Linked DNA regions of Mus musculus: region 2 is linked to region 1. Evidence: chromatin contacts called from public Hi-C data. All regions are on one chromosome and are shown on one strand. The core of a region is the stretch at or near the end of the contact, and the rest is flanking DNA. Distances in the headings are between cores, read along the strand shown. Region 1 has its middle 13 kb from the start of Rtp1. Region 2 overlaps Masp1 (mannan-binding lectin serine peptidase 1).

The links. Hi-C and Micro-C count contacts between places; a contact is called where the count stands out from the background.
Region 2: a contact with region 1 is called in a Hi-C map of liver, with 6 times the contacts expected there. The contact joins two enhancer-like sites. A contact is called at or near these places in 2 of 484 Hi-C or Micro-C datasets (liver and myocytes), 2 of 115 datasets of contacts at active chromatin or transcription factors (embryonic stem cells and pancreatic cancer cells) and 1 of 9 other capture datasets (pancreatic islet).

The regions. Positions count from the first base shown.
Region 1 is chr16:23,412,573-23,419,690 of GRCm38.p6, reverse strand. No RefSeq gene overlaps it. Among named protein-coding and RNA genes, the nearest start is that of Rtp1, 13 kb to the left of the region's middle. Within about 2 kb of position 2,805, at least 46 of the 459 cell types and tissues checked have an H3K27ac peak or open chromatin away from gene starts, as enhancers often do. A contact at or near this core is called in liver and myocytes, where this site is marked.
Region 2 is chr16:23,493,109-23,500,226 of GRCm38.p6, reverse strand. Masp1 (mannan-binding lectin serine peptidase 1) reads left to right here. Exons shown (of 11, transcript NM_001359083.1): 3 at 3,970-4,147; 4 at 5,474-5,605. Among named protein-coding and RNA genes, the nearest start is that of Masp1, 24 kb to the left of the region's middle. Within about 2 kb of position 2,481, at least 93 of the 459 cell types and tissues checked have an H3K27ac peak or open chromatin away from gene starts, as enhancers often do. A contact at or near this core is called in liver and myocytes, where this site is marked.

The DNA.
Region 1 (7,118 bases), core at 1,556-4,055:
ATGGGATAGAGACTGTAAATGTTCCTTGATGGCATCCGCTTTGGTTCCTGCCTTGAGTTCCTGCCCTGACTTCCCTCAGAATGAAATTAACCCTTTCCTAATTAAGCTGCTTTTGGCCATAGTGTTTATCACAGCACTAGAAACCAAACTAGAATAATCTCCCTACACTATGATTTCCTACCTATAAAACCAATAAATCAACCAGGTGGTGGTAGGGCCACCACTTGAATGCCAGCACACAGGAGACAGAGTCTGGTGGATCTCTGAGTTCAACGCCAGCCTGGTCTACAGAATGAGTTCCAGGACAGCTAAAGCCACACAGAAAAACCCCATCTCAGAGTGGGGTGAGCAGGAAGGGGTTCGGGGGAAGCAGCAGTCTCTTAATTTTCTTACAGGTATGTAAAACACAGTTCTTAAAACTGCCTTAACTATACACAGAACCATAGCTGACTTGCATGAGAAGTGTCACGTACTCGTGAGTTATTATTACATTTCTTCTGAGGGAGAGTGAGCTTTCATGATCTCTAGGTCAGCTGTGATCACAGTGAGTGAGCTCAGAAACCTTAGCTGTGTGCAGCTTCTGCCCCTTGTGACTTCACAAGCTGCCAGAGTTGTACACAGTCCTGCCTCCATTAAACTCTCAAAAGGAGTCACTCCATTTGCTTTGCCAGTTCAGCCATAGAATGACCTCAGGTTGGCCTTCTGGACTAGTCTGACTTACAGTCCTTCTTCGACACCATCACTGTAATAGGAACAATGAAAAACAAAATTTCCCCAGGGCCACAAGCTCAGAGAGAGAAAAAAGCTGAAGCCCAGGGGCCAGAGGAGCAGCACCGCATACCACTTTGATCGACTAGCCTCTAGCCACAGCTATTTGTACATATTCCCTGGCTTTAAAAATCACAATGCTGCTCCTGGGAAGATGGAGAGAAACTAAGAACTTTTCTCTCCCTACTTCTGGTCCACACAGTAAACACACCTGTTTCCCTCTACCTGTGTGCTGGCTTTCTTTTGGTCTAATGGCATGCTGAGGACTTAAGATTCCAGACTCTAGAAACTCTGTGACCGTAGAAGTAAAGGTGGTGTGTAGGCAGCCACTTTTACTGGGAAGGTGAAGGCAAGCTCCTCCAGACCCCACCACGCCTCTCCTGTGAGGAGCTGTCCGTGTCCCTGATAATTCACTGCGAATTGCCCCTCAGAGAGCCCCACAAGGCCAGTGGCTAACGGGAGCATACAGGAGCTATTCCTTGTGCCTAACTAGGGGTGACCCTGAAGTGTTCTCTCAATGCTTCCCACTGCTTGAGCTGAGGCTTAAATGCACCATACTGCACCTCAGCTCTTCGTAGCTATCCTGCCTCCCTCATCTCACAGGAGTTCCGCTCTCCAGAGCACTTCCCAGCAAGCTGGCATCCTCATCCCAGAGGCCGGTCCAGGGAACTCAACACTGACACGTTTAGACGGCACAGGGCACGCTGTCACTGTTCACACACCTGCTGCACCTTGCTCTCCTTAACAAGCTCCAACAGGTGAACACAGGGCCAAGGGGATGCTGATGTAAGATGTGAGCACAGATGCTGCAAGAGAGCCAGCCACAAGGACAGGCTTCACCCGGGAGGCCTGGGGACCAAAAAGGACCTACAGCGTCAGTCCCTGTGGCTTCTGCCATAGCACAGAATACAAAATGAGAGGAGTTCACTGTAAGCACACATGTCATCCATCTCTAACGAGGCTATGTGCCTCGAAAGGGGGAGCAGGGGAAACAGGGCAAATGAGACACATGGGGGAGGGGAAGGAAAGAGGTGTGTGTGTGTGTGTGTGTGTGTGTGTGTGTGTGTGTGTGTGTGTAAGGCAGCTCACTCAGATAGAGATGGGATCCCCTGCATCTTCCATTGCGCATTGGGATGACTGTGGGAAGGGGGTTCGGCTCTTCATGGTACAGAACCGAAGGAAAAACACAAGCCGGAGAGGCAGTAAAGAAATAATTGGTAGGATTATTGATGTCTCTCTCTCCCAGAGGAGCCGGGTGACATATGCTTCAGCCTCAACCCAGCATTTCCTACATGACAGCTGCCTCTAAGATCTATTTTCTTTCTCCAAAATTCCACCCAGCAACCCATTCCTTCCTGGCTCCCCTGGGCACTTTCTCTCAATAAAACCTATTAAGGCATACTCCTCCCTGCTCTCAATAAAACCTATTAACGCATTGTTGTTGTTTCCTGAGTGGCTCAATGGCCAATCTGTAATGCTCCTCCATCTTTCTAATTCTTTCTCCACCTGCTCCTGCTGGGATGAAGACTTGCAGGGTCATCACGAACCCAGCCCCCAGCCGCAGAGCTCACCACCTCGGAACTCTTAACTGTCTGCTAGACTTTTCATACATCTTGTTCCAGCCAAAACCTGACTTAGACTCCACCTCAGTCTCCTCTCACTAAGTGCTCTGTGTCCAGAGGGCAGGAAGAGTCAGGGAGGGGGCATGTCTGTGTCAATCACCTTCTTAGAGTATCACAATGGCTCTGCTGTGCTGTTTGACAGGTCGGAAGGGGTGTTGGCCAATAACAAGCCCCATCCACATTGCATTAATGGAGGGTTTCCCATTCAAGAATCCCAGTGCTGTAGCCATGGTGTGCTTTTGTGTGGTTTTGTGCATTTGATGGCTAGCCTGAGCCACTCGACAGCCATGTCTTAACAACGACAGCTGGCTTAGTGGCCTGAAGGATGGATCTGAGGCAAAGTCAACAGCTGTCCTCTCCGAAGAGCACAAGACAGGAAATGCAGTCCAGAACATGTACTTTGGAATGTGACAGGCAAAGCTAAACGCTTGCTAGGACTGTGACTTTTCAGAAGCCTGTGTCCTCAACCGACCTTTTCTAATGTGCCTCATTGGGGGGGAGGGGCGGGGAGGAGCAGGGCCTGAGAGGGTAAGAGTGATAGATATGTGGACAATTTACATGGACTTTTAGAAGCTGGAGTTGAAACCAGAGTGGCGCAAGCAGAAACAGGGGACATTATCTCGGGATAAACATCAGTGCAATAATATGGAGATTAAACTGTGTGGTGGTGAGCAGATATCAGTAGGGTTCCTACACTGAGGCTGATCAGAGGAAAGGCGCGCTGAGAGGCCGCAACCTTCCCAGGACGCTGCAAGCACAAGCGGCTCTTCCTGAAGCAGAGTTCCCATCACCCCTCGGGCCATGGGCGGGAGCGCTCAGAGCCAGGGCGTGGCTCCTCCCGCTACAGCAGCAATCTGAGTCCTATTTGATTCCCCAGGCTATTCTGGTCAATGTCTGCATTGCCTCCACTTAGATTCAAATTTCATTTTTCCATTGATGTGCTTTATTTCTTTTTTAGGAAGTTTGCCAATGATTGATGTAATTCTATTTGCCAGAGACCTGGAATCAAGCATGAGGATGTCAATGGACATCTGGTCTGGTTCAGTCTTGCCTTGTAGGTCTGCTTATAATTAAAGGACCTGTACCTCCTGTGTAAGAATGTGGATATCTTCAGTGAGCACAGACACTCAAACACGTGTTAATTTATTCATAACCTGCCTTCACGGACAGCCAGCTTAGATCTTAGTGCAGTACCCATGCACTCTTAAGTGTTTCCATTTGACGATCTGTTGCCCCATTGAAGATACAATCCACATAGCTCAATCTCTACGTGACACTTTACTTAACATCCAGACATAATGCAAGAGCCACCCAAAAAGTAATTTCAGAATAATCCATGTACATTTTTCCCCAAAGGGGACATAGATGGTGCAGATTCACAACTCACGTTGCTTCCATTTCTCTTTTCTTCCCAGATTTCTTCTCTCATGCATCCAGGAGAAGTTCACTTGCTGCCTCCACTACCACTATGCAACTCCTCTGCCTTCCAAGCCTCTAGTGTTCTTACCTTTTACCCTAGGTAGTTCTCTACCACAAAAGTATTCCATATCAATTTTGTTTTTAATTATGTATGTATGTCCATGTCTCTGTGTGGATATGCACACAAAAGTGCATATGCCTTCGGAAGCCAGACACATAAGATTCAGTGGAGCTATAGCCACAGGCATTTTTGAGCCACCAAGTGTGGGTGCTGGGAATGGAACTCCAATCCTCTAGAAGGGTGGTGCATGCCCTTAACCAGTCACCTCTTCAGTCCCACAGAATCTTCTTAACCTTTCTTTTCTAAAGATTTGTTTATTTTTGTATGGATACGTATTTTCTCTGCATATATATATATATATATATACAGGGTTTCTCTGTATAGCCCTGGCTGTCTTGGAACTTGCTCTGTAGACCAGGATGGCCTCAAACTCAGAGATCCTCCTGCCATTTCCTCCTGGGTTCTGGGATTAAAGGCGTGTGCCACAAACACCCGGCAAAAATTCAGCTTCTCTGTATCCTTAAAACTCAAAGAAATAAAACAAATGAAAGTTAATAGGTAAATTATATTGATTGAACCTAAAACATGAATTGACTACACTTCCATCTACCCTAAGGCTGATTGATTGTAGGAATAGGAACAGAACTGCCAAGAAATATTGAGCTATTTTCAGCAATAATGATAGTTATTAACACACTTTTTTTGGTTTTGGTTTTGGTTCTGGTTTTTTTGAGACAGGGTTCCTCTGTATAGCCCTGGCTGTCCTGGAACTCACTTTGTAGACCAGGCTGGTCTCAAATCCGCCTGCCTCTGCCTCCCCAGTGCTGGGATTAAAGGTGTGTGCCACCACGCCCAGCAATACACTTTTTGAGACAGGCTCTCCTATATAATCCAAGCAGTCCTGACATTTCTCATGTAGTCCAGGTTGGCCTCAACTAATAACCTTCTATCTCAGCCTCCAGACTGCTAAAATTACAGATAACCCTGGTTTTTTTTTTTCTGTCATGTGTGTGTGTGCACGTGTGCATGTGTGTGTACTTGTGTGTGTGATTATGTATATGTGTGTGCATGTATGTATGTGTATATATTTGTGTGCATGTATGTGTGTGTATATTATGTATCTGTGTGTGCTTCTGTGTATGTATGTATGCATATGTGCGTATATGTGTATGTGTGTTACATATATGTGTGTATGCTGGTATGTACTCATGTGTGTGTATGTGTGCATGTGTGTGTATGTGTGCACATGTGTGTATTGTGTGCCTGCATGTATGTATTCACATGTGTGTAGAAGTGTGTGGAAGCCAAAGGTCAATGCTGAGTATCTTCTATCCTAATCACTTAAGACAAAGTCTCTCAGTGACCCTGGAGCTCACCAGTTCAACTAGATTGGTCACTGGTAAGCTCTGTAAATCCCCCTGTTTCCCCACCCCCACCCCATCCTGAGGCCCCAGCACTGGTTCACAGATGCATGCCCCTATGCACAGCTTTTATGTGGGTACTGTGGATCCAAACTCAGGTCTTCATGCTTTCACAAAGCACTTTGCTGGCGGAAGCTTCTCCCCATTTCCGTTCTTATTGTTGTTAAAAGAAGAATAAGACGCAACATTAGACACTGTGTTACTGTCACCAGGGACCAAAATTTCCATGACAATAAAAACACAATGAGAAATTTATAAAATATATCATAAATTAAATTTTCATTGGAAATTTATTGTTATATTTTTTAAAAATTGTGATGCCAATGAAAATTATGAAGCCTCCTGGGTATCATGATACATGCCTGCAGTCCATCACTCTGGAGATACAGGCAGTAATGTGAGTCCAGTTTCAGCCTGGGCTCCATGTATGCCTGCAGTCCATCACTCTGGTGATACAGGCAGTAATGTGAGTCCAGTTTCAGCCTGGGCTCCATGTATGCCTGCAGTCCATCACTCTGGTGATACAGGCAGTAATGTGAGTCCAGTTTCAGCCTGGGCTTCATAATAAGACCAGTCTCAAAAAATTAAGTTTGTGTCTTTGTTCACTGAACAGACATTCAGGAAATCAATCCCTCCATCTCAGAAGCAATGAGCACAGTTAACATCATATCGTGATATCTATACCCAGTCTGCCCTGCCCCACATTCTTAGGTATGACATAGCATCCAACCCTCCATTTGTGTCCCCTAAATCATATTTCCCACTAAAAGCGATCAGAATTCCCTGCAATTCTGTATCTAATTGCTTTAGATCTAGGTCAATAAAGCATAAAGCAAGCCTGGAAAATATTACTGGACCAGCTATCAAAGATTCCTGGAGTCATGTTAAAATTTAAAAAGACAAGTGAAATTCACTTGGAGAAGTTTAAACGGGTCATCTCTGAAACAATTGGATCATCAAAAAAACATGATGACATTTCTCCAAAGTCTGTTCCAGTAAATGGATGGAACTAGAAAATAATAATAATAATAAGACTAAGTGAGGTAACCCATACCCAGAAAGAGAAACTGCATGTTGTTTCTCATCTGTGGCTGCCAGTTCCAAATCTTCAGATATGAGCACAAATGCTGCAACTGCAGAAACCAGGGAAATAAAACGAAACCGTTGCTTGAATGGTGGGTGGCAGAGCAATAGAGAGGGACATAGCACAGTTGGCTCTGTGTCTGTAGGCACCAACGTGAGAAAGGAAAGAGGAATGGTGAGGAAGTTCTCAGTGCCTACACAGGGAAAGCAACAGATCACCAAGTGCAGCGCCATTCCAACGCTCAAGCCAGACTGGAACCTCCTTCTCCTCTGGGTCCTCATTAGAGACTTGCTGTGAGGAACCATGGAAATTACCCACAAACACACTCAAAACAGAGCCAGGAAGCCTATCTTTCAAACTCGCTTTTTAACTGCCCACACCATCCCCAATGACCAGACTCTAAGAACCCAAAGACCCATTCTTTCAAAGCTGAAAAGATGTTGGCTGAACTCTCTTGTAGCTCAGTACTTGCACGGAACATGAAGTGTGTTTTATAAATAAGGTATTTCTGCACCCAGGGAGCTCAGAGTCTGTTGGGGAATACTGCTGTTCATATAACTACACCCTCGTGTAAAGGGAAAACATGTCACAAGAGAGCGACATGGATCTCTGCAAGTACAGCAAGGGGCAAAAGTCAAATTCTCAGAACAATAAGCTGGGCGTGGTGGCACATGCCTTTAATCCCAGCACTCAGGAAGCAGAGGCAGGCGGATTTCTTAGTTCGAGACCAGCCTGGTCTACAA
Region 2 (7,118 bases), core at 1,232-3,731, 81 kb before region 1:
CCAGTGGAAAGGTTGACATCTATATAGGGATCTAACTAAAAAGGTCTCCAGAACTCTTGGCTCAAAGACGACAGTGGATCTTTAAGGATCCACATTCACCTATCAGATGGCATTTACACATTCCTGCTGGTTCTCAGAGCCTGTAAGTGGGAAGGGGAGCCAGGTATAGAGTAGAGGAATAAGAAAACAAGTGAGAACTTCTATGTCTTCTCCATCTGCCCAAGACAACCTTTACCATCATGAAAATAGGCTTAATCCCAGAGTAATGGCTACCACCTTCCAGGTTTCCACCAGCTCTTCTTTGGAACAACCCTAGAATGATACAAGAAGGAAATCCTAGGGCCCCAGATCAGCTATATTGTTAATAAGGTATTCCAGCACGGATGCTGATGTCTGCCTAAAATAAGCATGAAATGTTCTTCACGGGCCCAGAGTAGGTTTCAGAAGGGTTTTGGTGTTGGTTGTGAGTGATGCCAAACAAGTGCTCTACAACTGAACTGTGTCTTCCAGCTCCTAAAGATCTCCTGGACCTTCTCAGCTGGATACATCTGGTTTCCTTCCCTAAAGCCCAAGGCTGCCCATTTTCATTGCAGTTCTTATACCCTAGCACTATCACAGGGCACACATTTGAGCATTTTTATTATTTTCCTACTAAATTTCACATCCCCAGAGGCAAGGTGCATGCTTGTTAGCTCATGTCACAAAGTAAGTAATTTTTGAACAGTTTTCATATTATAGTCCGGACAGAAATCAGGACAACTGAGTTAAAAGAAACCAAACTGATGACATGCAGCCACATACTGATGCCCTAAATAACAGTAGCTTACAGTAATATAGTTGCCATCAATAGGAAATAGGAAGTGCAGAGTCTGTGATCCTCAGTCGCAGGGGCCTCTAGTTATAAATTCCATGTTTCACATGATAAGCTGCCTCCACCACATTGGGGTCTAGATACAAGGACAGTCAAAACAGAAGCCATGGCTCAATCTTGCTATACTCAGAGCCAAATGATCTTGCAGCATTTTATAACAGTGGGATATAAATGTTTGCCAGGGTCACCGAGCCTTTTATTTAGCTTATGGCTTGAGCTGTCACTCAGCCACATTCTCTCTGGGAGAAAAACCCATGAACTCAAGATAAGGTTTCAAGTGGCTCTCGAGCCAGGAAAGTTGTTTGGCGGAGTGTCTGTGTCCTTTGTCACGCTCTGTGTCGCATCGCACTCTCTGTGTTGGTGCCTCTTCCCTGAGTCCCAGAACCTTCTCAAAAGCAAAACATGCTATCAGAAGTGCTCAAGTTATCTCTCAGCTCTTCTGAAGTCACTTCCCCTCTGGGTCTCAGCTTCCTCTGGAAGAAGAGAAACTAAATCTCTTGCAGGTCCTCCTCATCCGCAGTAAACTCCACTTCTATTCTGGGCTGCAGGCTGAATTGTTAGGACCTCAGACTGTCTCTTGTCTGCTTCTACAAATATCTCTATGACTCAGTTTTCTTGGCTTTCCGCTAGAGCATGCATCCCTGTTCTCTAGACTGGGGTAAACCTTAGGTGGCGATTGCTTACCATCATGAAAATAGCCTTCATCCCAGACGTTGCAAGGAGTGAGAAAATCCATTCTAGGTCCCAAGTAGATCTCTATTCCAGATTATCTGTGGCCGATTTTGCTTGAAAGAGCCCGTGCCCTGCACACTGCAAAATCCAAGAGGCTGCGGGACTGCCAGGCTACAGAGAGGTTTCTGCGCTATGGTCCTTATTGCTTAAGTTCTGACAGTTCAGTAGTATTCAATTCTCAACTGTGTCAATATGGTTCACAAATAATCTTATCTTCACTAGTCATCCTAGACCTGTGTGTTGAGATATCTACAGGCCTATAGGGCTATACTCTGATGGTACTAGAGACAACTAACATCAAGTTAGAACGCTGGGGTTTTGCAGTTACCCACTGAAGAACCTCGTCCCTTAGTCCTTCTTCTAAATCTATTAAATCTCGTTTCTATTAAATTCCAACAAGAGCAGTGTAAATAGGTTCTAATTTATAGCATATTAAAAATAGGCAGACAGAAAGTAGGGCTACTACTGTACACCAACATAAACCACTTCATTAAAAAGTTGTAAAAACTGCAGAGGCATACAGCTGAGCAGTGTTCCAGGCAGGGCAAACAGTAGAAGGGCTCAGTATCCCCAGGGTCCCACTCTAATGTAGTATAATGACACTTGACATTTGTGATGTTTGAATTCACCCAGGGAAGCTTAGTGTGTTTTACTTAAGAAAATTGTGATTTACATAAAACACTTAAAAAAAAAAAAAGGAAGTGCTCTACCCTAATAGAAAAGGATTTTAAGGATTACTGTTAGAAAACCTTCAGTTATCTGGAAACCCCCATTAACCATGTTAGCATAGCTGCTGGAAGGCAAAGAGTGGCAGTTCAGCTGTGTAGAGAAAGGCACATTCTGCAGCTAGAGTCTGTGGGAGATCGCTACTATCTGCACAGAGAGAACAAATAGCAAGGCCATGAGCTCATCTTCTGTTTACACTTCAGTTCCCGACATTAGTGATTAATTGTCCTTGTGTTTTGTTGCCAGGGGCAAATTGCTTTCCTTCTTATTTTAAATAAATAAACCATTAGTTTCAAAACAGAAGTGTCAGATGTCAAGATATCCTGCCATACTAGGCTTAGGGACACAACAATGGACTCATTAGAAGCCACTCGAGACAGACAGCCTTTGAGAAATTCCTTTTGGTGACAGAAACCATTCTCCATTGGACCTTCTCCTGTAGGTTGGTTAAAACACCAGTGCAGATGTTAACAAACAGAAATATAAGCTTAAAAGAATCAAGTGGGCTGTAAGCTGCTTGGGTAGGAGTAAGGAAGTAGGTTAAATGTGCGTAGTCAATAGCACCAACCAGCTCTTTCCCAGGGCCAGACATGTAAAGTCAGCTTTAGGCAAGCAATAGGTTCTCTCTACTTTGTTATCCAAATTTTCACAAGGGTCCCAGGCCCTTCCAAAGTACAGAGTTCTTTTATCAAGTAGGGAAATGCTGAGTCTGATTTCGGCATGTGTACATGCATGTAACCTCTGGAGGCCTCCAAAAAGCAGTTTCTAAATGTTTCAGGACTACCTATTAAATGTAGTTATGAGTACATGACTTCTTGCTCAAAAAATTTTAATGTCTTCCACTCACACCATTAACATTACCAAAGGTCAACCAGAGCAGGCTGCAATGTCCTTCCAAACACAGTTTCCTCCTGCAATTCTCACCGACTCTCTGGCTCCTCAGAGTCCCCGTAATGTGTCTTGAAGTTTAAGTTCTTCTTAGCAAATATTTATTGGATAAATAACTATGTGCCAGGTTCTAGTCTGTGGGCTGGGGAAATGCCGATTGAAAACAAAACTCTCTTAATGCCCTGTAGCTTTGTGTTACGCTGGGAACCCTTCAAGTCCTGACTGCTTCTGTGAATTCGCTCATCACACTGTTCCAGCCCCACTTGTGTCTGTTGGTCTGAACACCACTGTCCCACAGAACTTTGCCTGTCTTTCATCACCCTGTCTCCTCGAGCTTGGTACAGTGGCAGGCACACACTGGATGCTCTGTGAATGGCTTATTGTGTGGAGTGTCTCTTTTCCCAGGAAGCATGGTTAGCTGCATATAGAATCTATTTGTGAGGCTATCTAGCTCTTTTCAAGTTTTCCATGGAATTGTTTTCAAAGAATAACTCATCCAGATGGCAAAGAGGAGACACACACCAAGTGCCTGCTGAGGAAATCGAACCAAACAAACAGAACTGATCACATGGCCACATTCGCTTACACCAGTCCCATGTCGTCAGCAGATCTGTTCCTAGCTCCCTCTCTTTGAGTTTCCAATGCTGCCTCATCTGCTTGTGGGCAGACCTGTTCTCAGTCTTCTTGAAGAACCCGAGAGAGGCTGACAGGGGAAGGCACTCATTTTATTCCTTTTCACTTTGTCCCCAAAGGTAGAAACAGAAGACCAGGTGCTGGCAACCTTTTGTGGCAGGGAGACCACCGATACTGAGCAGACCCCCGGCCAGGAAGTGGTTCTTTCGCCTGGCACCTTCATGTCTGTCACTTTCCGGTCAGATTTCTCCAATGAGGAACGATTCACAGGCTTCGACGCCCACTACATGGCTGTAGGTAAGTTGCCTCATCTTCAGGTCTCCCCTTATCTCCAGAGATGAAAACTCCCTTGTGCTCTTTCCTTGACTGACATCCACCCCCATGGATTCTGCCTGCAGTGGCTTCCTGCACTTTTGCATCTCAAATCCACCCATCTAGCTAGCTACCACTCAGCCAACAATTAATCTTTATTGATATATTCTAAAGTAATGGCAAATATCATTATATTGCTTCCTAGTTCAACACCTATTAACAATGCTTTGTTTTGCTGTAGAATATACATATAATAAAATGTATAAATCTTACATGTGCATTTCTGGTATTTTGTACATATCTATTCCTTTCTCTTCTTCTTCCTCCTCTTCCTCTGTAGATTAGTTTTGCTTCCAAAATTTCACATAAATGAACATACAGGAAGTATAGTTGGGGATGGTATAAAGTTGGAAAGCTTCAACTAGGTTGTTATAGCTCCCTGGACAGAACTGTGTTCCACAGTGTTAATGAATACACTGTAAAGATTTTGTTCATTTCCCATTGAGGGATACCTAGGCTTCACTTATTTTTTTTTACACTCCTTATAAGATAAAGATTGTTACAGTCTTTTGTGAATATATGTTTCCCTGTTTATTGTGACTATTTAGACATAGAATCACTGGTTTGAAGACAGTTGTGTTTAGTCTCATAAGAAATTGCCAGATTTTTCCAAATAATCATGTAATTTGTATATCAGAGTATGACATTTATGGTGGATCCATGTCCTCACCAACATTAAACACTGTCAATCATTTTCCCTCATTCTTATTTACTGTGGTGAATATGTGTTGCTTAAATTCTATCCTTTGATGACTAATAATGGTGGACATCATATATATACATATATATATACTGGCCACTTATATGCCTACAGGAAAAACGGATGTTCAAACATCTAGGACGGGACTCAATCTATATCAGAGGGAATGGGGGTGTGGTGGTGAGCCAAGCTCTCCAAGAACCCCCGCCCCCCCCCCCACCAGGAGTTTTCTATCCAAAGGAATAGGATGGTGGTGTAGTATAGTAATTATCAATTATCATAACCAAGATGTGGTGATTACTTCTACCAAGACTCATATTGGCAAGGTTCAAACCTAGCTCTCTTTGATCTTGGGCAAGTTGCCTGACTTCTCTGTGTTCTGCCTACCTCCTCTGACCAATGGAGACAATGGCCAACTCTGGTCTTTATACAGGATCAAATGAAAGAAAAGCATGACCCTTCCCAAAGAATGAGTGACCGTAAGTGTTTTATAAATATGGCTTAATCATCACACATGTGGTGACTGACAAGAGGCTCTGCCTGCCCCACAGATGTGGATGAGTGCAAGGAGAGGGAAGATGAAGAGCTGTCCTGTGACCACTACTGTCACAACTACATCGGTGGCTACTACTGCTCCTGCCGCTTTGGCTACATCCTCCACACAGACAACAGGACCTGCCGAGGTAAGGCCTAGGGATATTTCCATGCTGTGTCATGATATGCAGCGTATTTCAGTAAGACCAAGTGAGACACAGATACTTAGTGCACACCCTTAAAATAAGTCAAGACTGGAGAGACGGCTCACTGTAGAAAGGCCTTGCTGGATGAACATGAGAAAATTCTCAACATTCATGTAGAAGCTGGCCTTATTGAAGCATGTCTCTGGGGGACAGAGACAAGTAGACTTCCAAGAGCTTGCTGGTCCCCCAATCTAACAGAAATGAAACAGTGAGCTTTAGGTCAGTGGGAGACCCTCTTTCAAACTTAGGTGGAGAGCAAGAGGAAGATAACCAACATTGAACTCTGGTCTCTGTATCAAATGTCAGGTATGTACACCTGCATTTACACACACACACACAAAGAGGGGAGAGGGACAGATAAACAGACAGACAGACAGACAGACAGACAGAGACAAAGAGAGACAGAGACAGAGAGGCAGAAACAGAGACAGACAGAGACAGAGAGAAAGACAAAGAACTTTTTTGGTTTTTGTCTTTTGTTTTTAAAGTCAAAGATACATACATATACCATATAGATAGATGCTTCACTGATAACTCCATTAGGAGCCCAGGATCCACTGTCAGAGGAACATATGACAAGCTTTGTAGTTGAAGTGTCTTTTCTGGGCAGAAAGTCTGTTCTATACATTTTTGTCTCCTCTTCTACTGCAAGTAACCAACCTGTGCCAGTTATGAGAAACATGGGTTTTCCAGCTCATTCTATCTGAGCCATAAATTCAGCCAAAGATTCCTTTCTCTTCTTTGTTCCAACAGCCCCTCTGTCCCTCTCTAACAGAGAACCACAGACTAAAGGACAGAGGAAGATGATAAAGAGAGCAAGTGGCTCATTCGCTCTCTCACTGCATCTCCTCCAGCATCATGGCTTCTGCTTTGCCAGCTCAGTTTGGGGCTGAGATCTTGATTCCCCAGGCTAGCTGTGTAACAGGCACCTTAGTATGTACACAAAGTGAATGCTATGCTTGTTACTCTTACATGAAGGAAGCATGGGCCCAGACTAGTCAGACATGAGCTGGCCTGTAAAAGTGACAAATGCTGCCTTTGACAGGAGAGAAGGACTATGGACGATCATTCAACACTGGGAGAACAGATTCTAAAACGATTTGGAGGTGTGGTAGAACTTACAACAGTGAGGGGAATTGCCCATGTATGAATCTGGGTAAGGCTGCACTTGTGAGCCCACTTGGAGAGGGCTCATTGGAGGAAGCCAAGGCCACAGACAAGAGTTCTTTACTTCTTCCTTCAAAACGTGCTGAATAAGGCTGAATGCCTTCTATATAAGTCCATCATCATAAAGTAGTATCTTCAAAAAGGAATTTTTACCAGGAGAATTATGAAAGCCCAGGGTCAAGGAGTCTAACATTTTTTTTCATCCTGACCACAAGAACCTTTTAAAAATCCTATAGATATGTGGTTTATGCTTATGAACTACATATCTCTCTGTGCACAGAGAATAAGG